3 separate regions of the Mus musculus genome follow, and all the other regions are linked to region 2. The links are chromatin contacts, called in public Hi-C and promoter capture Hi-C maps. All regions are on one chromosome and are shown on one strand. The core of a region is the stretch at or near the end of the contact, and the rest is flanking DNA. Distances in the headings are between cores, read along the strand shown. Region 1 overlaps Clstn2 (calsyntenin 2). Region 2 holds the start of Clstn2 (calsyntenin 2). Region 3 has its middle 76 kb from the start of Nmnat3.

Region 1 (4,081 bases), core at 424-2,923, 180 kb before region 2:
CAACCAGGCACCCCAGGTCACATGTGCCCATTTGACACCTTCCTCTCTCCTCTCAATCCTACCTCCTCAATTCTCCCTCACAGCTGGTAATGTGGCCTGGCCCACTTTGAGGAAAGAAAGCAGATGAAATCAAAGACCTGACAATCTCAACCTCCAGGTCTTCTACCTCACTGGGAGCTACCTTCCCTTCTCGCTCCTGAGGCCACATTAATGCCTTGATTGGGACTGTGAGTACATCCCTTTTGTTCCCTCATAGACTTTCCCCGTATACGCCTGACTATGTTACCTAGAACCATGCCTCAAATTTGATCTGAGCTAAGGCATACATTAGAATGTGAGATTATCAAAGGCCACGGTTCCAACTCACTTCAGCCACTATATCTCACTAACTCTGAAAGTAGATTTTGTGTACAGAGGCCAGTAATTGCTTCCAAATGCTGTGCTCAGGTAGCCATTTTGTGGCTTGAATGATATAAGTACTTGGGTTTTTTTGTTCTTTGTTTGTTTGGTTTTTGTTTTGTTGTATGTTTTATTTATTTATTTTTTGTTTGGGGTGGGGGGTGGAGTTAGTTCCTTAGAGTTCTGGAAGCTAGAAATCAAAGATCAAGGCCTTTCTTGCTGTGTTCTGAATGGATCATACCTTATTGCATGTGGGAGATAGAAGGGGAAGGAAGAGGAAAAAGGGAGAAGGGAGGTAGAAAGTGAGAATGAGGGAGGGGTAGAGGGGAGACATTTTGTTTGTTTGTTTGTTTGTTTGTTTGTTTGTTTTGAGGCAGGGTTTCTCTGTGTAGCCCAGGCTGTCCTGGAACTCACTCTGTAGACCAGGCTGGCCTTGAACTTGCTGATCCACCTGCCTCTGCCTCCCAAGTGCTGGGATTAAAAGCATGTGCCACCACTGCCCAGCAGGGGGGGTCATTTTATCCTGTAAGGTCATTAAGCATATCAAATTAGGACTCTCCCCATATAGGGTTAATTAATTAAGCCATTGACTATTTCATAAAAGCCCTGCCTCAAAAATAAAATCTGTGACTGAGATTAAGAGTTCTGATTTGTTTGGGATGCATATGACCTTCCAAAATTGACCTGGAAACATATATTTAACAGAGTTAAGATATCAGGACCTCAGTAAGGGCTGAGCTATGAACACTGTCTTTGAAGAGGAGTTGGGGGGTTTGCATAGGCCTGGGAGGGAAGTAGGTAGAGCCTTTCATGTTTCTGCCCTTCATTCATGAGAGGACACAGCATCCAGTCTCACCCAAGGATGCAGCAATAAGGTACCATTTTAGGAGCAAAGGGATCAGCTCTGGCCAGACATCAAATGTAACAGCACCTTGAAAATGAACTCTCCAAATGCAAACATGTGAGCAGTAAATTGTTGTTGTTTGCAATGCTACAGAGACTCGAGTGTCTTGTTATAGAAGTGCAAGCAGAATAACACACAGATGACTTCACTGAGTTTCCAAAGCTCCATGACAAAGCTAGCCAATTGTGACTCTGCACTCTGCAGCCCTGGAGACTGCAGATTTCTGCACTAAAATTGCTTTTAAAAATATTTAAAGGCTGAAAAGGGGAAAGAGGAACAAAAAGAAGAGGAAGAATCTATGCTCCTGGATGTATGCCCAGAGTTTCTCCACCCTCAGACAGACATTCTTCCCATGTGACCTCCCTGGCACGCCCTCTCCCTGCGTCATTAATACCAGGTTTCCAGCCCATTAGGGGAGCTAATACGGCACTTAGAAAGCGCTCTGGAGGTTTGTGCAGCAGAATTTTCTAAGGATCCATTTCTTCGGAGGAAAGACATTCTTTATTATCTAATAAAATAGTTATATTGTGCATCAGGAGTCCATGATTCAGCTAGCATGATTCCATTAGCGGTTACAGCCAACCTGTGCCGTTCTTCTATAGTGTACCAAATGATCTTACCCTCACATACATCCACTGCATTTTGCTGCCTTTAAAGCTAAGCAGGCCACCCAGGCTTGTCTCCTCAATGTGCCAAGCCCACGCAGCTAATAGATTCACACTGTTAAGGATGCGCTGACAAGCTAGTAGCAGAGACGCACCTCCCACTGCAGAATGTGTGAGACCTTTGGTGGCCTGTAGGAGCTCCATTGCAGGTACATGTATGCTTCCTAAGGAACATTCGAAGCAAGCTAGCTGGAGGAAGGACCAGAGAATAGCTTCACCTTGTTCCTGTTTGGATCTCATAATCAAGTCCCACCCCCATGATTGGCACTTCCTGACTGCCCCTCTTACTTAAGGCTTGGTAAGTCTGGTTTTCTCAAAAGGTAATAAAGTACAAGCTGGCCAGAGTCTTCTCTGGCCTTATCATGGAAGCTGAACCTCAGAAGACAGGATGTCTGCACAGCTGGACTGTTCTTTATATGGACATTCCCAATGACAAGTGGCATTCTTCCACTCAAGCCACCAAACAGTGTCCTAGCCACTCATGGTTTCTTTCCCTGACACAAAGGCAAGTTTTCTTGTTTTACTCTCTATTCACACAAATGTGAAGGGTGAAAGGGGCTGAGGACTGGAGCCAGGAGTGGGGAATCTGGATCATAGGCCCTCAGGAGTCTTACTCCTTGGACCTTAAGGCCAAACTTAAATTGTTCTTAAAGCCCTCATGCTCTTAGGAACCCCGACCCCCACCAGAGCAAGAAGAGAGATATTGCAACCAGTTTCATTGGCAGGGTTCCAGTGAAGGTTCCCAGAGAAGCAGCCACCAGACACTGGAGAACACTGACCATGCTAAAGTGTGTGTGTGTGTGTGTGTGTGTGTGTGTGTGTGTGTGTGAGAGAGAGAGAGAGAGAGAGAGAGAGAGAGAGAGAGAGAGAGAGAGAGAGAGAGAATAGATGGATGGTGAAGGTTTCCATGTCAAGTAGAATGGTACAAACTGTATCAAACCACTTGCCATTCATGGTCATCATTCATCTATGTTCCTTTCTTGCTGCCATGACAAATACCTGAAAAGAAGTACCTAAAAGGATGAAAGGATATTTTGGTTCACAGTTTGAGGATGTAATTCATCATGGTGGTGAAGATATGGCAGAAGAATATGAAGCAAATGTTCACATTGTGAACAGTCAGGAAATAGAGATTAGACAGGAAGAGGGGCCAGTCTATCAAACTTCAAGGCCAATCTCAAGCAATTTATCTCTTCTAGCATGATTCTACCTCCTAAAAGTCCTACAACATTCCAAAAACAGTGCCACCAATTGAAGTGTTCAAGCATCAGTCCTCTGAGGACATTTTACATTCAAGCCACAACATCATTCAACAGATGGTACACTCACTGTGCATGGGGTACCATAAAGAGAAATGGTACACCTATTACATCCTGTCTCTATAGACACATGCGTTTCAGATACAGAAGCCTGCATGGAATTGGCATGCAATGGCTCTTCAAAGGAAAGAACTCTTAATCACACAAGTTCAAGCATGCAATGGTTGAGTCTTGTTTTGAAACTCATCACTCTCCTGTCACAACACAAATGTATCAAGAAGTTTAGAGTAGGAGATACAGCTTCCAGAACTAGCTTCAAGAATCCTGTTTGTTGAGAGCCTCTAGGCCTGTGATCCAGAAAAAGCAAACACAAAGTAGAAAAGATGCCAGTCAATGAGGGGCATGGCAGCCAAGGGCAGCAGACACGGGCAGCAGACACGGGCAGCAGGAGAGCATGGGGCAGCTTCAGTAAGGACACATATAGGAGAGTATCCTCAGTGAAGGAGAAATGTATGCAAAGCGCACATTCCAGGGACAGTGATCTAGACATAAGGAGCCTTAAGTTCAGCCACATTGATGGAAACTCCTGAGGTAGGTGAGGGTACCAGAAGAAAGCAATGGGGAGAGGGTGTCTGGAGCCTTATTGGCAAGCCATGGAATCTGGGCCCAGTTGTGAAGACAGGCAGGAAGATAGGCTACCATTGTCTTAAGTCTTTTCAGAGGCAATGCATAAATTACAGGTCCGTAGAGCACACCAACTCATGTTCACCAGCTAGCACTTCTCCCATGCCTTCCTCGATTATGAATAATGTCCTATACTTTGTTCCTACCTACTTATTTCTGGGTCATACACA
Region 2 (4,313 bases), core at 224-2,723:
AATGGCCTGCTTCCCCAATTGCCCTGTCTCCGGAGAGATCCAGGCTGCTGTGCTTTTCATACCAGCTCAGCCAACAAACCTCTAAATCAAGCTGTCTCTACTTGGGAATCTTTTTCCAACAAGGACAAAAACTCTGTTTTCAAAATATCGCCAGACAGAATTCCAAGGACCATATGTCACCCGTTCACCTGGCAGAAATCAAAAGCACGCCCTCCTCGTCAACAGTGCAGAGAATCAACAAGTTACCACTTAAGCCAAACGCTCCATCCTGCAATCTGCTACAGTCTCCCTGAGCCCACCATCATCCACCCCAATTGGGCTCCTGCGATGCTTCCCAGCTTTTGGCTACCGCGTGACCTTCTGTTCCAGACCCGCCCTCCAGATGCAGGCTCCCCAACCTGCGCTTCTCCCAGCGCTCCCAGACAGCTGTCAAAGTCTGGGGCTTGCGGGCTTCAGGTTCCCCTGATAACGCCAGCGTTCAGGAGAATCTTAGAGGATTAGAGAGGTCAAGATCAACTATAAAGACCAGAGAGGAGCTCTAGGCTCGGAGGCTCGGTCCTCCGAAGAAAAGCAGAGTGTGAGCCGCAGTAGCAACCATCACATCCCGCGCTTCTTCCGGACTCTGCCCATCTTGAGGGCGTGAGTTCCCAGGGGAGCCAGAGCCCGCGCTGCGGAGGAGCAGGAGGAGCGCCTGGGTGCGGGCAAGGCTTTCAGGAGCCTACAAGTTCCCACGCCATCCTCAAGCTGGAGTGCCAGTCCAGCTCGTCTCGCTGCTTTGAAGACGCCCCTGGTTCTTGCCCCCAAAGCAGAAGCAGACAGACACCTGCTTCACCCACTCCCCAGCCCCCGCTACAGCGCCCATGTCCTGCCTTGCTCAAAGCATCCCTGAGCCAAGCCCCGCGATGCTCCCACCCCAGCACACAGGGCCCCCAAAGTTCTCTATACTCCATAGACCTCCCCTTCTCCTTGGCGCCTGGACCCCGCCCAGAGGTTGGGCTGGAGAACCTCTTGGGTCCACAGTTTAGGGCGCACACTTCGAGGACGGTGCGCGCAGAAGCCGAAGCTGCCACAAGAAAGGGCGGGTGTTAGACGAGTAAGTCCAGGGTCTGCACCCTCGAGCCCGCCCTGCTTCCTTCCAGAAGAGGAACAAACTTCCCCAGCACCCACCTTTCGCCACGAGGAGGCGGCGCCGCCGGCTGTCTCCGCCGTCTCCACTGCCGCCGCCGCTCCCTACGCCCAGCGCCAGCAGGAGCGGCACCAAGCACAGCCTCCCCGGCAGCATCCTCGCCGCCTGAGCCGCCACCGAGCTGCAGCCGCCGCCTCCTACCGCTCGCGCCGGCCTCGCCTGCCGGTGTCCGCTGGCGTCCGCTGGTGTCCGCCGGTGCCTGCCGCGCCGCCTCCCTGGAGCTGCCGGGTGCGCTTCTGGAGCCGCCGCCGCCGCCCTCACTCACCGCCTCCGCTGCCCTTCGCCGCGTCGCTCGCTCTCCCGCAACAGCAGCACTCACTGGCGCGGACCCGGAGCGGCTCCAGCGCTCACCCCGGGACGGCCCGTGACGTCACGGAGGGAGGGAGGTGGCTCGTGCATATTCATGAGACGCGGACATCGGCGCGGGGTTGCGCGCTCCCCCGCCTCGCAGCTCCGGCCCCCAACTTTCCACAGCCATCCCCTATGCCGCTCGCTCGCGTGATCCGACTCGGTCAGGCGCCGGTTCCGGCGGGTGGAACCCATGCGGGAGGCTCCAGGGGAGCCTTAGGGCCTGGCGTCCCCCCCTGCGGCTCTCCAAACTGCAGCCCCGAGGCACTGCGAGCGCCACAACCAAGTGATCGCCCGAGGACCTTCTGTAAAGATGCAGGCGACCCTACTGTGATGCGCCCTTTGAACCGACATCCCTGCGGAGGGGCCAGGATGCTGTCTCTGTGGACCCTGCCCTTGGATATGGTCTAGGGATGGACGCTCTATGCCGCCTGGTCTGGGGAGGGCGCCAGGCGCTCACTAGAGCTGCAAAAGGCCACTGCCTCTAGGAGTTGTAGGGCAGAGATCACTTAGGACCTGCGTAGCAATGCCCGGGCTCTGTGCCATCTCAGTGAAGCAGGCACAGCCACTGCTAGAGTCAAAAGGACTAGCTAAAGTCAGAAAAGGCAACTGTCAGTCTTCAGTGGGAAGCACATTCAAACTTCTCCCTCAGAAGTTGCCACCTTTACATTGTCACTACCTAGGTAAGAGTATGCCATTTGGTATCATGCCTTCTAAAATCTCAAGCCAAGGAACACTGTCTCTGGAGGTGGGGTTCATATAGTTCTCCACCACAATACACCCCCAACCACCATCAGGCTGCCAAAGGATCAAGAAGGTTCCCAGTAAAATCAACTAACCGCTCGGAAGAAATCACTATATTTCCATAGATGTACTATTTTCTCACGATCCAAGGGTCATGTGCAGTTGAGAAATGAGGCAAAAAAAAAAAAAAAAAAAACCAAAAAACAAAAAAAAAACAAAAAACACAGAAACAAACAAAATTATCCTTTCATTCATCATCCCGTTCAAGACATTTCCTGAGCACTAAATGATTGTGGATGCCCCGTTAGGCAATGAAGGACACAAGGTCTTTGTCCCTCTTGGAGAAGCCAAAGGGGATGAAAGCAGTTAAAGTCCCCCGCTTTATGGTCCTGCACATTCTTTATGTTGCTCGATATGAGCCTGTACAAATCAATTAGCCAAATGTGTATATTGCAACACTGACTGAACAGCATCTCATAATTAATAAGTGTAGTTCGGAGTACTCAACCAAGCCATAAAATACATTAAGAGCCTTCTGCTGCCCAGCCTCCCTGTGTGGTCCTGGCAGCACACTGGGAGACTGTGGTGTTAAAAACAAACTTCAACATTTGAGACCTCAAGAGGTGCTCAACAGCTGCAAATCCTGGTGGCTGCAGGGGACTCAGCTCTTTGGCCAGCAGGTCCCCTTTAGTCCATGAAGCAACACCTGTGCTATTGTTCTTGTTTCTGGAGTAAGGTCACTCCTTTACCCAAGGTAAAGAGCTACCAAGTTCCAAGCCAACATCAAGAGACCTCTCACCCTTCTCAGATTTTAAAGTTATAATCCAGAAGGAGGTAGATGCTGACCATGCAAAGTCAGAGAAGCCAGTGAATGAGAGAAATGTAAAATCGACCCATTTTTTTATCCTTTGTGCTCCATCCCATTTGGCTGATATTTACCCCCCTTGTTTACTCAGACAAGAACCTCCTTACTGACTGAACATCATCCCTGGAGGTCCTTAAGCTAACTGTTGTTAAAGTCATCTGGTCCCAAGTATTTGACATGAAGTTTCAAATTCAGACCAAATAATGAGAAGCAGAACAGAGAATGAAAAGAAGCAGAACAGAGAATTATAAAACATCCCCAAGAAAGAAATGGCCAGGAAAGAACATCACAGAGAAACACAGTAGGGAAAGGGCGCTTACCAACAGGTGCAGCACGTCTCTCATCCTTCGCTTCTTGTGAAGGAGGATGAGAGTGTCTGCTAGATTAAGCTCTGCAGTAGCCTCTGTTTAGTCATGGTTCTCTGGAGCTGTTCCCTTGGATGGCGCTCTCCCACTCCGGCTTTTAGATTGGCTGTGTGGTTTGCTCTACCCCTGGACAGTAGCATTCTTGATTTTTTTTTTCTTTCTTGGACACCTGCCTGTCATAAGAAGAAACTCAGGCTAAACCTGCAGGAGAGTCAGAGACATTGGTGTACGCTGATACGACATCCCTGAGATGTTCCAGACAGCTAATGCTACTTTAACCTGATCAGCACAAATAACCCACACGTTGACCACAGACACATGAACAAGCTCAGGCAGGATCAGCCAAGCTGGGCACACATCAGAACTGTCCAGCTGACAATTAAAAAAATATAAATGGTTGTTCCATTAAGTCACTGTGTTTGGGAGTAATTGATTAGGCAATACTATATCCACTGCATTAAGGTCATTACAAGAAGTGAAAAATGAATATGAGGCACTCAATATGCTGTGCGTGGTCAATGCTTAATAAATGCAAAAATGTCCCCATCTTTACCTACTTTAAGGCCATGGAATGCCCGTTGAACCATGATTTGGCTTGCTTGGGTAGGGGAAAGACCAAATGGGTTAGAGTAAATGTATCTTAAAAATACTCAGACCACAAGAACTTCTAGGCATGCTCTCTGTACATATCGTGCACCACTATTCAGTACATGTCGGCTGGTACACTCCAGATACAAGGATTGTATCAAGCAGCCCAGCAACCAATGGACCCTATTCCCTCATGTTGGACTGGGTAATGGGGGTG
Region 3 (4,069 bases), core at 623-3,122, 190 kb after region 2:
CTAACCACCCAGGCAGGCCCAGTTTCAGATGTCTTAAAATACCTTGATCTCTGGTAGAATACATCCTAAAACCAGAAAGAACTGAAAACTTGATTTTTGCTTTGTTTATTCATACTAATTCTTTGGCTTTTGTTTAAATTCTTCCTTATTTCTGACAGGTTGGTGCATACATAACCATGTATTGTGATTATATTTGCTCAGCCCTTGCTGCCATCTGATATCCCTTTCTGTTTCTTTGAACCTCTTCAGTTCATTGGCTGAAAGAAAAACAAACAACTCATACTGCAGGGCTCATTAACAGTTATAGCCCCTTAGGAAGGGGTGGAGCCTCATGGGCACCTCCCCTATTCTTGATGGAATGTTTCGGGGCCCAGTCTTGTGCAGACATCCATAGCAACTGTGTACTTGTGATCAAAATGACAAGGTCACACATAGATGGCAGCATTTCCTGACAGTCTTCCATGTCCTCTGGCTCCGGAATTCTTTCCACCTTACCTTTCTTTCTTTTGTTCCTTATTTGCTTGTTTCCCTTTTATGTCTTTTGCCAAAGCCTTGCTTTGTAGTCCTGGATGACCTTAAACTCCCAATTGCAGTCCTGCCTATACCCCCAAGTGCTTGAATAAAGGCATCTAGCCAGTGATTTTTAAATTGAGCGTAAGTGTTTTCGACGTGGAATTGGTAGTGCTGTTTGCACAGTTATGCCTTGGCAGTGTGTGTGTGTGTGTGTGTTACACTAAAGCACATGAGTAATTATGTAGTGACAGTGAAAAATGATGTATTCACTAGGAAGGAATAGCATATAGACAGATGATCAATGGGGCTAAGTAAAATCCTATAACCCTAAACCGGAGTAGGTAGCAGCAGAATTAGCTCACAATAAATTTAATCTTAACATATTTACGTATGCATTCATGTCTCCTTGGTTCTGTCCATTAAGAAGGCCCAGAAACAAGGGCTAACGCATGGCACAGAGCTCTGGAGATGCCCATCCTCTCGCTAAATGAATCTGGAAAGCCTTGGAGAAATGCATGATGGGATGGGATCTGTAAGAAAACACTCAGAAGCTTCTAGTATAATGCCAAAAAGACTCAGCAGAACTGAGAGGCTCTGCCAGATCCTGACCAATACAGCTGTGGATGCTCGTAGCCAACCATCAGACTGAGCACAGGGACCCCAGTGGAGGAGATAGGAGAAGGACTGAAGGAGCTAAAGGTGCCTTATCTGGCATCAGTGGGAGGGGAGGCCCTTGGTCCTGTGAAAACTTGATGTCCCAATATAGAGGAATGCTAGGGTTGTGATTGCGGGAGTGGGTGGGTGGGGGAGTACCCTCATAGAAGGGGGGATGGGATAGGAAGTTTGCAGAGGGGAAACCGGGAAAGGGGGTATACCATTTGAAATGTAAACAAATAAAATATCCAATTAAAGAAAAAAAGAACAGGTTCATAAACACTAAAAAAAAAAATACATTGAATAAAAACTTTAAAGCACCAAAAATAAAAAAAAATTAAAAAATTAAAAAGATTCAGGAGAAGGCTTGAAGATACTCCCACTGGCTAAGGGAAGGTGATTTGAGCTTCAATGATGATAATGACTGAAACGGATTGAAAGACATGAAATATCCTTAAACCCACGAGTTTATAAAAATCGAAAATAAACTAGTCAGCATTGGAAGGCACAAATTAACCAAGTAATTATCTTAGAAAACGGTAAAGAGAGATAATCAAGCATCTATCTTGTTTTTCCTAAATGAACTATCCCTCAGGGTAACTGCGGGGTTGATGGAGGGAATTATCCATTTATAGATGTATTCTAGCTAATAAGTGAAGGCGGCGGGACGGAATTAGCATACGAACATCTTGCCAACTCCAATAAATTCATGGCTCTAGACAGTGAGCTTCAATGTCTGCAGCAGCACGGGCAGACAATGAACATTGCTGCCTCCTGATACCAGCAAACAGAACCACGGGTAAGTGAGCCTGCCTTTGAAAAGAATGTAACCCAAAGGGAAGCAAGCTTCTAGATCTAACACAGATCTAACCACATAGGTGTGTGTGTGTGTGTGTGTGTGTGTGTGTAGACAGGAGCAGTTCTTCTTAATATGTAACACAATAAATTCTATTAGCAGAACCCAAAGTGTGATGAACTCTCCAGGACAAATGACCCAGACCCTCCAACAGATATGATACAAAGGAAAAGATACTTTGATTGACAAGAAACCAACAAATTAAAAATTACTTAGGCATGGCATCACTTTATCACTATAGATGAACTTTAAACTTTGTTTAATTAAAAAATGTAGAGATGATATAAAGCACCATGGTATTTTGAGTCTATGTTGGTTGTTTCATAAAATTAAGGAACTTTTGATGATTTTTTATATAAATCATGGCTATAACTTTTTAAAAGACTTCTTCCCTTATAGAGGCACAGCCTATGAAGTGATAAAAATAGCTGAATCCTCTCTTCTGTAGCCTATAATGGGGTGGGAAAGAGTGGGTAAAAATTACAGAGGAAAAAGACTGGTATCCAGCTGATAATTACTGACACTGGGTGATGGGAAAGGGGGGATCTGTTATTCTATATTCTCTACTTTTGTATAAGTGTGAAACGTCTTATAATGAAAAGGGGGAGGAGATGGCAACTGACAGCCTCATAAATGCTAGATAAATAGATACCCAGCCAAATAAAAAACGATAAGAAGAGGGGACTAAGAAAACAGAGGCATGCTGTGGGCTGTAAAAAGAGTCTTTTTAAATGAATGAGCCACAAAACCCAGAGAAGTTCCATCCCATCTAAAAGTTTCATTTGTGGAAAACTTTAGAATCTAATGCTGTCATAAATGGAAATTCATTAAATTCTGTGGTTATTTTTTAAATGTCATATATATACGTATATATGTATATACACATACATATATACGTATATACATATACATGTGTATATATATGTATATATACATACACACATACACACACTCACACACACACACACACAATGTATTCAGTTTGATAATCTAGTCTGCTTTCTATTGCTTAGGCAAAAACGCTGACCAAAACCAACTTTGGGGAATAATGGGTTTATTTTAGCCCACAAGTGATAGTCCATCACTGATTGGAGTCAGGGCAGGAACTCAAGGCAAGAATATGGCTGCAGGAATGGATACAGAGACAGTGAAGGAATATTGCTTACTGGCTTGCTCTATGGCTTGCTCAGCTTGCTTTTTCATACAACAAAAGACCATCTGCTCAGGGGTAGCACCACCCACTGTGGGCAGGGCCCTCCTACATCAATTAGCAATTAAGGAAAAGCTCCACAGACGTGGCCACAGGCCAATCCATGGAGACAATTTTTCTATTGAGCATCCAACCTTCAGGTGTATCAAGTTGGCAACTAAAACTACTGGTGACATAAGCTATGACTGAGTTGGGCAGCTTCTTTAAAGAGGCCTCTTGTGTGATATCATAGCATCTCTCTGCAATATCATTGTGACTCTTATTTTACAGATAAGAATTATGAGTTTTGGGATGTTAATGGCTCCCCCAAAGCCACACAGCTGATGACACTGAAGCCCAGACAACAGAATGGGTCTCCTAGACACCTCTAGAGCGTTCTTAACCTTCCTAATGCTGTGACTTTTTAACACAGTTCTTCATGTTGTGCTGACCCCATCCATAAAATTACTTTTTTTCCTACTTCATAACTGTAATTTTGTTACTGTTACAAATCATAATGTAAATATATGATATTCAGGATATCTGATATGAGGCCCCCACCCCCAAAAGAGTCACGACTCACAAATTGAGAACTGCTGCTGTGGAGAAATTGTGTACCCACCTACCCTTGTTATCTCCTTCTGGGAAAGCTACCTGTGGGTTCTAATAAACATATCAGACAACAAAGACCCCTTCTGATCTTGAAGCAGCCAAGATTTTCTCTTTTTTGGGAGAGGGGTTGAAATGCACCCAATATCAGTAATACTTAGTACTTTAAACGCACATTATACATGTTTTTTTTTCTCTCCCTGAAAAATGGCACCCTTATCAACAAAATGCATGGCAAATGTGAAATA

Evidence for each region. Promoter capture Hi-C pulls out the DNA fragments that hold promoters and counts their contacts. Hi-C and Micro-C count contacts between places; a contact is called where the count stands out from the background.
Region 1: a Hi-C map of cortical neurons shows a contact between it and region 2, with 1.9 times the contacts expected there. The contact joins the enhancer-like site here to the promoter of Clstn2 in region 2. A contact is called at or near these places in 7 of 484 Hi-C or Micro-C datasets (cortical neurons, embryonic stem cells, nephron progenitors and 1 more), 4 of 115 datasets of contacts at active chromatin or transcription factors (embryonic forebrain, embryonic stem cells and forebrain) and 1 of 9 other capture datasets (pancreatic islet).
Region 3: a contact with region 2 is called in a promoter capture Hi-C map of hippocampal neurons, with 4 times the contacts expected there. The contact joins the enhancer-like site here to the promoter of Clstn2 in region 2. A contact is called at or near these places in 1 of 39 promoter capture datasets (hippocampal neurons), 4 of 484 Hi-C or Micro-C datasets (cortical neurons, embryonic stem cells, gonadal supporting cells and 1 more) and 2 of 115 datasets of contacts at active chromatin or transcription factors (forebrain and stem cell-derived neural progenitor cells).

What each region holds. Positions count from the first base shown.
Region 1 is chr9:97,846,603-97,850,683 of GRCm38.p6, forward strand. The region is part of intron 1 of Clstn2 (calsyntenin 2); the gene reads right to left. Among named protein-coding and RNA genes, the nearest start is that of 4921534H16Rik, 150 kb to the right of the region's middle. Within about 2 kb of position 1,674, at least 18 of the 459 cell types and tissues checked have an H3K27ac peak or open chromatin away from gene starts, as enhancers often do. A contact at or near this core is called in cortical neurons and forebrain, where this site is marked.
Region 2 is chr9:98,031,694-98,036,006 of GRCm38.p6, forward strand. Clstn2 (calsyntenin 2) reads right to left here and starts at 1,474. Exons shown (of 18, transcript NM_022319.2): 1 at 1,168-1,474. The coding sequence starts at 1,282.
Region 3 is chr9:98,218,704-98,222,772 of GRCm38.p6, forward strand. No RefSeq gene overlaps it. Among named protein-coding and RNA genes, the nearest start is that of Nmnat3, 76 kb to the right of the region's middle. Within about 2 kb of position 1,873, at least 3 of the 459 cell types and tissues checked have an H3K27ac peak or open chromatin away from gene starts, as enhancers often do. A contact at or near this core is called in hippocampal neurons, where this site is marked.